Regions from separate parts of the Mus musculus genome. Here region 1 is linked to region 2. A link is a contact called in public promoter capture Hi-C data. All regions are on one chromosome and are shown on one strand. Each heading gives the region's core, a stretch centred on a gene start, on an enhancer-like site or on the middle of the called end of the contact. The rest is flanking DNA. Distances are from core to core; before and after follow the strand shown.

Region 1 (4,080 bases), core at 642-3,141, 6.1 Mb after region 2:
AAGTTTGTGCCTGGGGAATTTTAATTTCCAAATCTATAACGTCTATCTTTCAAATTATCAAGTAGAGGATGACTTAGTGAAAGAGTGTGGAATCCACTTTAAGTCCTTCCACACAACGACATTAAGAGGAACGATTTCCTGTCTCCCAACCATCTCTGGTGGCGAAAGGGAGACATATCTGCTGACGCTGGAAGACTAGCCTTGTTCTGTGTAGTTTAAGAATATTTTCTTTTTAGTAGAGGGAAGAGGGGAAGGAAAGAAGAAGGAAGGGGGAAGGAAGGAAAGACTAGAAGGAGAAGATCTAAAGAGAAAGAAGGAAAGAAGGGAGGGAGGGAGGGAGAAGGGAAGGAGGGGTTAGAAGAAGGAGGAAAAGAAAAGGAAGAAAAGAAATCCAACAGGGAATAGAGAAAAAGATGTGTTTCTCAAGTTCTGCCTGAAGCACCCTGCATTTCCTTCATTTGACTTACAGTAAATTAATAATAATAACAGTAACAATAATAGATCTACAGGACTGTTCATTGCGAGGTAGGAGTCCTCAGCTTGGCTGTTAGGAACCGCTGTCTTCCTCCTAGTCTATCTGAAGCCTTCTCCTACTCACGGAGCCTCCGACCCTGCCGGAGCTCTAGAATGCACTGGAGTTTAAAGACAATCTCCCTTTACAGATTCACCCTCATCAGGTTTAATAACTTCCACCCCAAATTACCCCAACCCTCCTCATTCCCTCCTGTCATTTATTTTCTGCCCCAGGGGCCAAGATCTTCTTCAGTGCCTCCCTACTGACTCCAGGGAACCCTCCGAGAACCCAGAAAGGGTGGAAAGATGGGGAGGAGAGGGAGCTAGTGAATATAGAATTCCTCATGAAATTAAAAAAAAGAAAATCCTGTGCCTTACAGGGTGCCCACTTGAGGGTAGGTTAGTGGTTAAACTTTGTACTTGTTGTTATTTATGCTTTGAAAATATTTTTTAAAAAACTAAACTTCAAAAAGCACATATTCAAAAGAAAATCTACCCCAATGCAAAATGGCCAAACAATATTTGCTCTTGTACATCTTAAAACATTTCCCACTGTTTCCTTAAACAGTACAAAGCTTAAACCTTCTCAAAGATTTGGGTGTTCTTGTCTCAAGTCTATCAGATTAAAATCACAAATTACAGGCAATAAACCCAAATACAAAATGTTCTATACCCCTGTTAAAGGTCTCAAGATTAACATTGTGTGCTTTGTTGTTTCCAACATGTAAAGGAAGAGAAAAAACTTAATAAAATGGAGACTCCAGGCAAACAGAAAGACACCAAGGAACCACTAAAAATATAGAACAATCCCTAAAGCAACAAGCAATATAGATTGTAGGGTCCACAAGATATTCAAGTTTCCAAATGTGTTAGACACAATGAGCAAAATATCAGAAACCATTGTGGTAAATAGTGGTGTTATTCTTGTTCCACAATGATACTTTTATAAGGTTGCATCAATAGAGAAATATAACTCAAAGTCAAAAATCTAGTGGTGTTTTTTTAATGCTCCCCTAAATATACAAGAATAGGAAAACTGTCTTTAAAATCTCAGTAATGGTTCTCCTAAAAGAAAAAAAAAAAAAACTATGTAGAAAATTTGGGGACTGATGTGCGTGGTTTCTCATTGTCAATTATTAAAACACTTTAGTTAGTGGCTGCATTGATTCGCCATTTTCAAAACAGATTTTTAATGTATCTATTTATATTTCTCGTTTTGAACCACTATATTCCCTTTAAATGCACGGTTAGTCTGTGGATTCTGTGACCCAGAGGTGTTTATGTAACTAATGTGACTATCTGCGTGTAAATTCATGTTTATGATTTTTTATAATATATATGTGTGCATGTGCGTGTGTGTGTGTGTGCGCGCGCGCGCGCGCATGTGTGTGTGTGTGTGTGTGTGTGTGTGTGTGTGTGTGTGTATGCGTGCGCGTTGTATCTAAGTCCTGTGTGCAATAATGTTTTTCTGTCTGCTGAGGCTTACTTCTCCAGCCTATTGTTTGAGACAACAGATATAAGTTGCGATGGGAGAGGAGCGTCGGATTTGGTGTGTATCCCCCATTTCCAATTATAGATGGATCATTACAGACAGCGGAGTCCTGAGAAACCAGACATCTGCTCCTCACATGAATGCACTCACCTCCTAGAGACCAGGCTGCGATCATGCTCTGGAAACTCGTGGAGAATGTCAAGTACGAAGACATCTATGAGGTGAGCGGACACCCCAGATGCATTTTAGAGCTTTGGAGATAGAAAACTGGAGCTTCTTTGACACCCCAGCTGATATATTTTAAGCTATTTACTCGTAGATTTCTGATCGGGTTTCTGAGGTTTCTTTAAGTTTTCTAAGGCTGGCTCTGGGAGACTTTGCTCTCCAGAAAGGGAACTTTTAAGGTTGGAATGTGAGAAGTTTAATTTAGGAGCTATTTTCTTTTCCTTTTTGTTTTTCTTTCTCTCCGGCTCTCTCCTTCCCCTTGTAGACTCTGGTAGGTAACGTGGAGCCAGGAATTCAGGCAAACAGTGAGGGAAAAACAGTCTCTCCTCATTTTGAGTACGGGACAGAATCGGGTTTTTAAGCCTCACGCCGACTGGGACTTTAATTTTTGCTTTTTAAACTTTTAATATTTTTTTTTAAATCGGTAACCAACGTACGCAGGTAGAGGGTAGATATCTAGGGAGAGCGAGGGGAAAGGAGGGATGTATGAACAAATCCAGTACCGTATGGGAGAGAGCGCGGTTTGTTATTTTTGTTTTGTCGTATTTTGATTCTTTGCGGGTCAGTGGTTCCAAGCAGAGATGGCAGCCGCCAGCGTGTGGGCATTTTTAACGAAGCCTGCCCACACTTCGTGCTACCCGCTACCGGTCCCCAGGCAAGCGCATCCCTCCCGTGCTTTTCCCTCCGCCTTGTCGGACGCCACCGAGAGCTTCCGGAGTCCGCGTCGAGCGAGGCTGTCCGGCTGCCCTTCCAGCTGGCGGGCGAGGGGAAGCGGCCCGGCTGGGGACAGATGAGGGATCCCGCGCCACAACCCGGGAGCTGGGGAGCTGAGCTCAAGAGGAAAGGAAAGTAAGGCTCAAGGGGACGTCGAGAGAGGGAAGGCAGACTCCGAAGCTCCAAGATATCTGAGGATCGGGATTAAAAAAAAAAAAAAAAAAAAAAAGCGAAAGGGGTTTAGCGAAGAGGGAAGCAGAGGCGGGGGAAGAAAAGTTGGAAAGCTACCCGCAGCAGCACAGCAGCACGAGGCTGGGCCACCGGGCAGAGGTGGACAACCCAGACTCAGTAACCGGTTCTGAAAGAAATCTGAACCGTGAGCCTTGTAGGTGTTGGGACAGCACCGCGGTGTTAGCCTTGCTCAGCTAAGAAGAGTCCGGAGGCAGGCGCTAGCTCTGTCCCTACCGCTCTTAACTGGGTCCGGTGTGTGGCCGCGACTCCTCAGGTTTTCTGGGTAGAGCGGCTAGAGCCAGTGGCCAGGGTCCCCCAGATCTGCCATTCTTACGACCTCATTTAGAGGTAAATGAGAAAGTGAGAAAGGTAGAAGAAAAGGAAGTCAAGAAGAAAATGAGAGACAGGAAAGAGGAGGGAGAGAGAGAGAGAGAGAGAGAGAGAGAGAGAGAGAGAGAGAGAGAGAGAGAGAGAGAGTTCTTCTTTCTCGGGTGACCTCAGGTTTCGCCTTCCTCTTTGTGGTAGTGTACTGAGGAACCGCGCCTCCCCGCCTGGTGGGATTCAGCGTCCTTTTATTCCTAACAGGCGGGATTATGTTCAACTCCAGGGCGTTGAACTATCCTAAAGAGAACGTCGCCCATAGTAAACATAGCACTGGCGGAGCTAGAGCCGCGGTGGAAATAGCTCTGGGTATATACATAGAGGAATTATCCTAATCAGTGTGGTGCTAGTTCTTTGGTTATGAATAACATAAAGGGCTAAGTGGAAAATGAGGGAGGGCTAGGCGGGGAAGGGAGTGGAGAAGAGTAAAAGTGGGAAGGGAGAAGAGAAATGGGGAGGGAGAGGAAAAAAGGAAAGGGGGAGAGGGAAAAAATAGGAGGGAAGGTGAGAGAAGGGCCGGAAGG
Region 2 (4,126 bases), core at 229-2,728:
GTTGAAACTCCTCCTCGGTGGTGGCGAGGTTCCTAAAGTGACTGTAGCCTGGGGCATGCGCGTAGTAGGTAGTCAGGTGGTGAGGGTTGCTCTGGGGCAGGTAGTTCGCCTTGTCCTGGGACTGGGTCTCACCAGAGGGCGGTAAGGCCATCGCAAGCTGAGTTTTGCGGATCTGTGGGAAACCGAGCTGGCTGAGTGAGGGGTCCTAGGTGATCTTAACTACTTCCCTCCACCCCATCAAAGTCAATGAACAAAGTTCCCAATTCGATCCCGCCAATCCTAGCTCGAAAAAAGTAACACAAAAGGCACAAACTCCCACACCAAACCGAACTAAAAAGCCAAACGTCTCAAACCTCTAACGAAAATCTGCCTTGGTGTCACCCGACTGAAAGGTGCTGGCTCAGGTCGCCTTCTCTTTTGCTCCCTAAACCACCTTGACTAAGGAATGCCGGTGACCCCCGCTCCCAAGCCCTCAACCCGGCTCCTACAAAACGGGTTTCAATTCCGTCTCTCTTAATTATCAGCCCAACAAAACGAACCACCCGCCTAGGTCTCTACGAGCGTCTTTTTTTTTTTTTTTTTAATATAATTTTTTTAGCCAAGCTACTAGGGCACGACCCTGCACCGGTTTCGGAGCAGGCAGTGGCTTCAGGCGCTCTTGAGTATGCAGCCGAGATAGGAGAAGTGTGCGCTCTCGGTGGGACAGTGCAGAAGGGGTTCTGAGTCGACTCGGCACCCCAAGGAGTTTAGCGAAACGTCAGCGACCCCGGCGGTCCCAACAGCACCGAGGGGAGCGGAGCGGTATTCGTCCTCCCTCTAGAGACCCACGCCCAGCGCCCCTTCCCGCCACATCTCCAATCTCTTGGCAACCCTAGCCATCTCAACCTAGGTCGCCTCTGGAGACTCCGGGATGACAAGTCCCAAGCCAGGCAGCAGAGAGATGTCTCGGTTGTCGCCGACCTGGCCGCGGCGGCCCTGGCCCCCGAAATGCTTCTTTCTCAGTAGCCACACAGCAGGGCTAAGGAGTGAAGACCCGTAGGGTCCGAGGATTTTAAGATCAGGGATCAATGTGTCCAATAAGGAAAACAACCCGGGTCGTGACTCAGATGTTAAAGAACATAGGGTCAGGGGGCGAGGTCAGCCACCACACAGGCCTCTCCGTCTATCTCCCCCTGAGCCCCGAACAGCGCAGGCTCTAACTCCCAAGACAAGCGACTCCGGAGGTGGAAAGCCAAAATCCAATTACGAAGTTTAAAACAAAAACAAAGCCAAAAACAACTAACTAAGTAAAACAAAGAAAAAACAAAAACAACCAAACAACTGCAAAACGAATTTTGAAAGCGATTACAGAGCACTGTTCCCAGCCGTGCTGGAAGCCTGTAGCCTTCGGGGTAGGTCCCTCCAGCGGGCCAAAGACCTACCTACCTCAGGCCAAGGCTAGGGCGGCACCCGCTGGGTCTCGGGACCCTAGACTTCTGAAACCCCCGAAGGCTGTGCAGGCTTTAAGAGGGAGGGTGCAGATCCGGCCTCAGGGTACTTGGAGAGGGAGGCAGTAGAAGAGATCAGGCCTGTGGAGGTCCCCTGATAGTCTTCTCCCCGCCCACCACACTCATTGGCGAGCGCTTGGATTCCTCCCCAGGTCCCCAGAGATCACCCACTTAACCTAACAGTTCTCTTGACCGTTCCCTGGAATCCTGTGAAGTGCGATTGCCCATCTTGCACAGGCAGGTGTTGTTGTTGTTGTTGTTGATTCAGTCTAGCAACGTCAGGAAATCATAGTGTGGCAAATGTTGCCCAAGGCCAGAGCGTAGCAAATGCTAACCAGTGTTCACCTTCTGTGTGTAAACGCACACGTGCACACATGCACACACCACACACGCACACAAACCCAGAAGTGTCGGCGTGAGAACTAAACAAGTGTTACCCTGGGGACCCAATAAATTCTTCTGTGCCCTCACACACACTACACCCTAAAAGGATGGGTGTAGGAAGCTGAGAGCGATGAATAATGACACCTACACACAGCCCCCACTCTCACACGGAACAATTGTTGCCTAAGCAAGGTCTCCAACACACACAAGGACACACACACACAGACACACAGACACACACAGATACACACACAGACACACACACACAGACACACACAGATACACACACACACACACACACACACACACACACACACACACACACACACACACACACATACAGACTGGCGTCTAGGAGGCCAAGCTTGTTCTTAGTCTTGGTCAAATTTGTCAGAGAACCAGGTAGGCTGAGAAGTTAGGCGTTAGACGCTTCTGAGGCCCCGGGGGTCCTTTTGCCCTTTCTGCAGCTTTTATTTCTTGGTAGGGGAGAACTAATCTCCTCACAGGACACCTTCTCCGCTGACCCTGGCTTGCGACCTTGACCCGAGGCTCTGAGAACCTAGGTCCAGACTGTAACTGTGCTCAACGACTGCATTTTTATTCTCCTTGCAAGCGATGAATAGAGAGAAAGGGGCGTTTAATCCCGTTCACATCCGCAGGTCTAAGCACCTAGGGTGGAGAAAACCGCGCCGAAGCTGGTGACCTTGGTCAGGTTCCACACCATTCCAGTTCCTCTTTGGGCCTGTCACGAGGGGGGGGGACCGCTGTGATGAGTGAGGAGAGAGACTCAGTCTCTCCTCCGGACTGATAGTGATTTGATTACTAATCATAAAACGAGGTTAAATGGGAAGCCGCCCGGAGTTCCAAAACTAGCAGAGAATGGAGGTCTCCTGTCCCCTTGGTCCCTTTAGAGCCCCATGAACTGATTCTGCCTGTGTCCCCGGTGAGGAGGCGCATGAGAAGAGCAGGAATATGCGCGAGCGAATATGCGCGGGCTTCGGAGAGCAATACATTCTGCCCTCCCTGGGCCTGAGCACCGAAGACGTAGCATCAAGTGCGGTTGTGCTGATCTACAGGGTTAGCATCCATAATCATTTCACAGTTGCAGGACAGATCCGAAGGGTGAGGCAGCGCTTTATTTTCCGAAACGAAGTGGGAATGGCTAGAGATCCAGGGCTCTGCCTTTTCCATAAGATAACCATTGAGGCAAATATACCTGCACAGTAGGGAGGGCCAGACCAGCTAAAGAGACATAGAGCCCTCGTTTGTTTGGTTATTCAATAGTTTGCATACCAGTCTCCCCTCTTCCCCTCCCTTCTCCCTATTCTTTACAGCTGCTCTCACGACGTAACCCAGACTTACGGCCAATTCAATCCTTCTGCCTCAGTCTTCCAGTTGCTATGATTAGAGGTGTACATATATAGCATTTATGATAAAAACAGAATTATACTTTAATTTTCAAGACTTTGAGAATTATTTTATGTGTGTGGCTGTTTTGTCTGTGCACCAGTTGGTTATCTGACCCCTGGGGAGAGCCTTGACTGCATACGGGTGTTTGTGTGTGTGTGTGTGTGTGGGGGGGGTGTTGGAGTTACAGATGGTTGTGAGCCCTTTATGTATGCTCTGGGAATTAGCCCTGGTCTTCTGGAAGAGTAGCTAGCACTCTTAACCAAGAAGGCAGCCTGTTAACTTCTACCTATACTTTGCTGCAGTTTTTCTTACCACCCAGTTGCTTCCACTTCTCATCAGTAAGTTAGGGTCGACTTTATTCCAACTGCCTGGTATTTAAACCGTTGTCCTTTTTTTTTTTTTTTTTTTTTTTTTAAACAATGTTTGAAGCAACTTCTGGAAACAGTTACACAGATACCAGTGTGTGCTTCCCACCCAGCCTTGAAGCAGTTCCTAGGTAGAAAACCCCTGGATTACCCAGTTTCTATACCAAACTTTCATTGTTTTGATGGGTTTACCACTTTATTAGTTCTTTGGGAATGTTGTATAATGTGTTCAGATCATATTTATGCCATCTCATCTCCCAGCTCGCCAAATACCCCCCTCCTTCCCCAACCACCCAATTGCCTTAGACAACCTCTGTGAAAGGGGTTCGACCCCTAAAGAGGAGGCCTTACTTTATAGGCATAACAAACGTCATTAGCAGTCAGTTTAATACTATGTCCAATTAGCAAAATCCCGTCTATATAGGTTCTTGGTCAGATATCCACACAGACCTTTGTTTTGTTTGCTTGTTTTGAGAGAGT

The links. Promoter capture Hi-C pulls out the DNA fragments that hold promoters and counts their contacts.
Region 1: a promoter capture Hi-C map of embryonic stem cells shows a contact between it and region 2. The contact joins the promoter of Tfap2b here to the promoter of Prdm14 in region 2. A contact is called at or near these places in 1 of 39 promoter capture datasets (embryonic stem cells) and 1 of 484 Hi-C or Micro-C datasets (embryonic stem cells).

Annotation. Positions count from the first base shown.
Region 1 is chr1:19,207,023-19,211,102 of GRCm38.p6, forward strand. It overlaps Tfap2b (transcription factor AP-2 beta), which reads left to right and starts at 1,892. Exons shown (of 7, transcript NM_009334.3): 1 at 1,892-2,226. The coding sequence starts at 2,146.
Region 2 is chr1:13,125,685-13,129,810 of GRCm38.p6, forward strand. It overlaps Prdm14 (PR domain containing 14), which reads right to left and starts at 1,479. Exons shown (of 8, transcript NM_001081209.2): 1 at 1,426-1,479; 2 at 1-172. The coding sequence starts at 151.